Regions from separate parts of the Sus scrofa genome. Here region 2 is linked to region 1. A link is a contact called in public Hi-C data. All regions are on one chromosome and are shown on one strand. The core of a region is the stretch at or near the end of the contact, and the rest is flanking DNA. Distances in the headings are between cores, read along the strand shown. Region 1 overlaps ALDH7A1 (alpha-aminoadipic semialdehyde dehydrogenase). Region 2 holds the start of LMNB1 (lamin-B1).

Region 1 (2,893 bases), core at 1-2,500:
TTTAACAGTGACTTTAAAAGTCATTTAAAGCAAGGAGTCAAAAAAGACATTACAGCTGCCCCCCACCTCCTCTGCCCCCCAAATACATACACAAACTTTTTTTTTTTTTTTTTTGTCTTTTTGCCATTTCTTGGGCCGCTCCCATGGCACATGGAGTTTCCCAGGCTAGGGGTCTAACTGGAGCTACAGCTGCCAGCCTATGCCAGAGCCACAGCAACTCGGGATCCGAACCGCATCTGCAACCTACACCACAGCTCACGGCAACGCCGGATCGTTAACCCACTGAGCAAGGCCAGGGATCGAACCCGCAACCTCATGGTTCCTAGTCGGATTCGTTAACCACTGCGCCACGACGGGAACTCCCATTTTTAACACATATTACTATTGACAAAACATTAATCAGTCGATCTAAGAAAGAAAGGGAAAATTTTATTTGAGCCAAATGGAGGATTATAACCTGGGATAGCATCTCAGAAAGCTTCAAAAACTGTTCTGCTTATTAGAAGTCAAGACACAGTAATGTAAGTTTTTTGAGACTGAAGGCGGTACATGAAATGACGTACTACTGACACTATACAAAATGTAGGTCTAAGTGTCATTGCGGCCCCTTACGAGATCAAGAAGGAATGTTATCTTTTAAGACGTTGTCTTATAGATGCTGGAAGAATTTGCTCTTTATGGTTTAGCAGATGTTTCTGCCGATGGGGGAGGCTTGATTGAAGCACAGTACAGATGCACAATGCACAGTACAGGGGAAGAGGAGGCCAAATGGCAGAGAAAATTTTTGATGTTTATGTTTTTCTTGTCTTGCTGTAAAATGTGAATTTCATTCACTCTATTTATTGGACTTCAGATATAGATCCGAGGTGTTTTCTTCATGTTTGGTAGGAATTTTTCCTTGTCCTTGAATAAGCTATACCTGTAGTTTATTATCTACAAGTCATTTTCTCTTTGTTTAAAAATCACTGAGATCTGAGTCTCTTGCAAAGCTCTCTGAGGGCAGAATCCTTGTCCCTAGTCTCTTAACCCTGACATACCCGCATCTCATTGGATGGAGGGGGTGCATGCATATATGTGTTTTTTTGTTACTTATTTACGTTGTGGTTTTTTAGGCATTTAATCTTTAAAAGTAATTCACTTTTCCCCTTTGTGTAATATTTACTTAAGTTACATGATGCAATACGATATTGGAAGAACAAAAACAGCTGCCATGCACAGGGTTGGAAGTAGATACAGATGACTCTTGGTAAACAGACAGGTCAGAGGATGAGAGCACAATTAAACAGGCACACTGGAGAGCTGATCATTAGCCAAGCAGCTTGCCGCAGGTGTCAGAATATTTCATAGATGCGAAGTAGAAACCAACTAGTGATGTGGTTATGTGGAGGTTAGTTAGGAAATTGTCTGCAGTACGCCCTTTGGAGCTTTGGATTTCTGTATTAATATGTGTTACTCCGCTAGGGCCGCCGTAACAAGATATCACAGACGAGGTGGCTTAAACAACAAATTTATTGTCATACAGTTCTGGAGGCTGATTCCAAAATCCAGGTGCTGGCAGGGTTAGTTCCTGGGGAGGCCTTTGTCCCTGGCTTGCAGGCCTGGCCACCTTCTCTCCATGTCTTCACGTGGTCTTTGCTTCCTGTGTAGAGAGACGAGGTCCTTTCTGTCTCTTCTTCCTCCTCTTAGGAGAATGTTGGTTCTGTCTGACTGGCCCTCACCCACATGACCTCATTTAACCTGACCTCAGTAACCGTCCTTTCTCCAATTATTATTATTTTTTGTCTTTTGTCTTTTTAGGGCTGCACCCAAGGTATATGGAGGTTCCCAGGCTAGGGGTCTAATCCGAGCTGTTGCTGCTGGCCTACACCCACAGCCACAGCAATGCCAGATCTGAGCCGCATCTGCGACCTACACCACAGCTCATAGCAGTGTAGGATCCTTAACCTGCTGAGCAAGGCCACAGATCAAATCTGAAACCTCATGGTTCTAGTCAGATTCCTTTCCACTGCACCATGACGGTAACTCCACCTTTCTCCAAATTTAGTTACACTAGAGGCGTTAGGACTTTAAAATAAGAATTTGGGGGAATGGAGAGTGAGAATACAGTACAGTTTATAACATAGTGGGTATTTATTTATTTTTGTCTTTTTTTTTTTTTTTTGAGGGCCACACCTGGGACATAAGGAAGTTCCCAGGCTAGGAGTCAAGTTGGAGCTGCGGTTGCCAGCTTACACCACAGCCACAGCAACTCAGGATCTGAGCCATGTCTGCAACCTGGACCACAGCTCACAGCAGCGCCAGATCCTTAACCCTCTGAGTGAGGCCAGGAATCAAACCTGTATCCTCATGGATGCTAGTTGGGTTCGTTACTGCTGCGCTGTAATGGGAGCTCCAGATGAACGCTTTTTTAGATTATATAAATTCAAAAATATCTACCTGTAACTGTTTTTTTCAGTGTGACTTGATCATGATACCTGGTCCAGTTCTCTATCCTTAACTCTCTCTTTTTTTGGTTCTGACCAAGTTAGAACCAGTAGGAAACAGAAAATTTTCTTTCATGATGGGAATTTACTTTGGAGAAATAATTCACTTATAAATGGCATTTATTTTTTTTCTCCTAAGTACAGGCAAATAATGGTATCCTCTGACCCCCAAGTACCAGAAAACAAAATGCTCTCTTTGGATTTATTTCGTTTCTCTACTGCAGGTTATGGATCGCCCTGGAAATTATGTAGAACCGACAATTGTAACAGGTCTTGACCACAGTGCATCCATTGTACACACAGAGACATTTGCCCCAATTCTCTATGTCTTTAAATTCAAGGTAAGATTTTGTCTCTCTTTTCTCTAGTTGAGTGTTGAAAAAATTGAGACGACTTAGAGAAAATGAAGT
Region 2 (3,287 bases), core at 550-3,049, 130 kb before region 1:
TTCTCCCTCCCCACAACTCTCCACATTTACACATCCTTTCATCTGCCCTGACCTGTCAGCACAATGACAGATGTGGGGACTGAGCTTGGTCTCTTCTATACCGGAAAAACCAAGTGACTATACGTTAGTGGTGCAAAAGCTAGGGGAGGGGGCTGCTGTTGGGGGCAAGCAGTCGGCCGATCGGAGAACGGTGGCAGCGACATGCAAAAACTCTTGTGGAGTCCAGTGCACAGACGCACCCAAGGGCCCGCGTGTGTCTCCGCAGCAAAGACATCTTTCCCCAGGGAAAGCTAAAGGAGCTCGAAAACCCAACTTGCCCGGAGCCGGCGGTGGCGCGCAGTTCTGACTCCTCCCCTCCCTCCCAGCCCAAAGCAAGCGCAGAAGGATCGCAAAAAGTCACAGGGCCAAAACTGAGCGCGCCAAAGCGAGACCCACCCCCGGGAGACCAGGACGCCAGAGGCAGGTCCCTCCCCTTCCTCTCTCCGCCCGCGCAGAGCTCATTCATTCTCTAGGCCGGCAGCCCGTCCTCCCCAGCCGGCCATTCCTGCCCCGCAAACCCACCAGACGCTTTGTCTCGGTCCGGCCGGAAACCGTGGCGCGCATTTAAGCGCGTGCCCAGAAGCCACCTCCCCGCACCTGGCGCTTGCCCGGCCTCGGCGCGCAAAAGCCTTCTGGATCCCGGAGTCCGAGGCCCGAAGCCGGGCGTTACTCCTCCGCGGTCAGAGGCGCGCACTTCGCCGGGTCCCACAGGGAACCCAAGATCGGGAAATGTACATCCCGGTTTTACCACCGCTACAACTTGAGGCCCCTGCGGGACCCCTGCGCCTGCTGAAAAACACTAGATTCTTCCTCCTTCTTGGAGATGGAAACCCTGCCCTTTCCGAAGGGCGTAGGCACCCAGGCCTTCACCCTCCCGCCCGAGCTGCGCCCCCCACCCCTCGTGTGAGTTACCGCGGCCGCCAGGCGAGCACTCACTTGAGGAGCAGCTGGTCGTGCTCGGCTTTGAACTTGCCCAGCTCGATCTGCAGCTTGGCGCGTTCGCGGGCCGTGTCGTCGAGCGCGCGTCGTGCGTCGGCCAGCTCTGTCTCGTAGAGAGCCTTGAGGCCGGTGAGCTCGCGGCCACGCACCTCCTCGCGTTCGGTCACCTGCAGCTGCAGCGCGCTGTTCTCTGTCTCCAGGCTGCGCACCTTGTCGATGTACACGGCCAGCCGGTCGTTGAGCTCGCGCAGCTCCTCCTTCTCCTGCAGCCGCGACAGCCGCGTGGGGCTCAGCGGCGTGGTGGGGCCGCCCGCGCGGCTGCCCGTGCGCGACTGCACGGGGGTCGCTGTCGCCATGGCGATCGGCGGGGAGAGCGGGGCGCGGAGGCCGTGGGCAGCACGGGAATAAGAGGGGCGGCAGGGGCCGAAGCGGGAGAGAAGGCGCGAACCGGCGACCCACGCTCGCGGAGAGACCGGCGTGAGGAGGAAGGACGAAGCACCTGGGATGGCGGGAGAGGGGTTACAGCACAAAGGGCAAAGGGGGAGGACTACAAAATCAATCAGTCGTAAAATATCCTGTGTAAGAAAACATGCACACACTCACACACGCGCGCACACACACGCTCGGGAAATACGGGGCAAGGGTGGCCGGGATGGCCGAGCAGAATCCGCGCGCCGCCGCCGCCGCTGAGTCTCCCGCCCGCAGCACTTTGTTTCCTCTCAAACGGCGCTGAGCCGCGGGCGGGGGGAGGAGGGCGGAGGGGCGGGCGGGGGCGGAGGTGGCGCGGACCGCGGCGCCGCGCTTCCCAAGATGGCCGGCGCGCTCTGATACCTCACGTGACCGTCACTGGCCAATGGGGAGCCAGCAGCAGGGGGCGGGCCTGTAAATTCAAAATCATGCCTTCTGGCAACTGTCGGGTCTGTGAGCGCCTGGCTGGGCGTGGCGGGGGAAGGACTGAGGGCGGCGGGGAGGGGCGGCGAGGACTGCTCGCGCGGCGGCCCGGGGCCCTGAGCCGGCCTGGTCTTCCCCACCACCCTGCGGGGACCCCCGGCGGGGCCGGGCCAGCGGATGGCGGGAAGGAGCCCAGAGGTTTCCGGGGCGGGTCCGAGCCGCCGCCCACACCCGGCGGTTCAGGGAAATTCAAAAGTAAACGTCTCTAACAGCCACGCGCAAAACTCGTAGAGGCCGGGACGACCGCGGGCATTGTAACCTTATACCCCGCCCCGCGGAGAGGGTTCGGAAAACTGCCTGGAGGCCGGGCCGCCTTGGAGTTACGTAATGGACGCTGGTGTCCGAGGTTCAAAACCAACTGCGTGCGGGGTCCAAGGGAAGCCTTTTTTCTCTCAAGGGGAAAATGGTGTATCAGAACACCTCCTCCCATCAAATTGACGCACGCGTGTCCTGCAGCCAAGCCGACAGATAAGATCCCAGAAACGCCAACTGCTGATGAGCAGTCCCTGATCCATCTATTTCTTAACAATTTAGGGCGCTATAAAATCAAAACCACCTCACAAGTGATACGATTAACATGTTACTAAGCAGATAGTAAACATGCTGTTTATTGTCATGCTGCAGTAAAATCTGATGCATCAAGATCTAAACTTGTGAAAACTTAAGTAGAAATGACTTTTGCTTTAAAAAGGGATCCCTAAAATGTAATTGACAACAATGCCAATAGAATGTCCATGAATCCATTTTAACTTTCAGGCTGACACTGAAATTGTCTATGTGCCTTACCTGAGCTTTTCTTGAATTATCCGTCCACACACTTGCTTTTGATGTGGGAACTGGAGTCTTTGCATTTGAAAATGTATCCTTGGGGAGTTCTTGGGTTCAGTGGATTAAGGATCAAGGAGTTGTCACTGCAGGTGCTTGGGTCGCTGCCGTGGCGCCCGTTCGATCCCTGGCTAGGGAACTTCCACATAGCCGGGGTGGCCAAAAAAAGAAAATGTGTCCATGTAATAGATGAATTTCCTTACAGCAGAGCAGGACACAGGACTGCACTGAAACCCAAGCGGCTTCATTTGACTCCAGAGCCTTGCCCTTAACTATAACCTAGACGAGCACCTCATAACCTATTAGGGACACATCTGTAGAATAATTACAGGTTACTTTAATAATGGCAGAAATAAAGACTGAACGTTCTTTACATAGTAGCCATGTACATAGGAATTAGTGAAGGGCACCAGGCTGCATATCATCCTCCATGAATTTCCAGGCACTCTATGATCATGATACTCTCATGAATGGTTTTATTTCCTGCCCTGTTATCTAAAATACCTCCCTCCTTCACAGTGAGTTGAAAAGGT

The links. Hi-C and Micro-C count contacts between places; a contact is called where the count stands out from the background.
Region 2: a Hi-C map of liver shows a contact between it and region 1, with 1.7 times the contacts expected there. The contact joins the promoter of LMNB1 here to the enhancer-like site in region 1. A contact is called at or near these places in 7 of 47 Hi-C or Micro-C datasets (blood, embryonic fibroblasts, liver and 3 more) and 1 of 2 datasets of contacts at active chromatin or transcription factors (alveolar macrophages).

What each region holds. Positions count from the first base shown.
Region 1 is chr2:129,671,393-129,674,285 of Sscrofa11.1, reverse strand. ALDH7A1 (alpha-aminoadipic semialdehyde dehydrogenase) reads left to right here. Exons shown (of 18, transcript XM_013995069.2): 14 at 2,708-2,824. Among named protein-coding and RNA genes, the nearest start is that of ALDH7A1, 37 kb to the left of the region's middle. Within about 2 kb of position 1,250, at least 1 of the 83 cell types and tissues checked has an H3K27ac peak or open chromatin away from gene starts, as enhancers often do. A contact at or near this core is called in liver, where this site is marked.
Region 2 is chr2:129,805,740-129,809,026 of Sscrofa11.1, reverse strand. It overlaps LMNB1 (lamin-B1), which reads right to left and starts at 1,799. Exons shown (of 11, transcript XM_003123882.5): 1 at 976-1,799. The coding sequence starts at 1,334.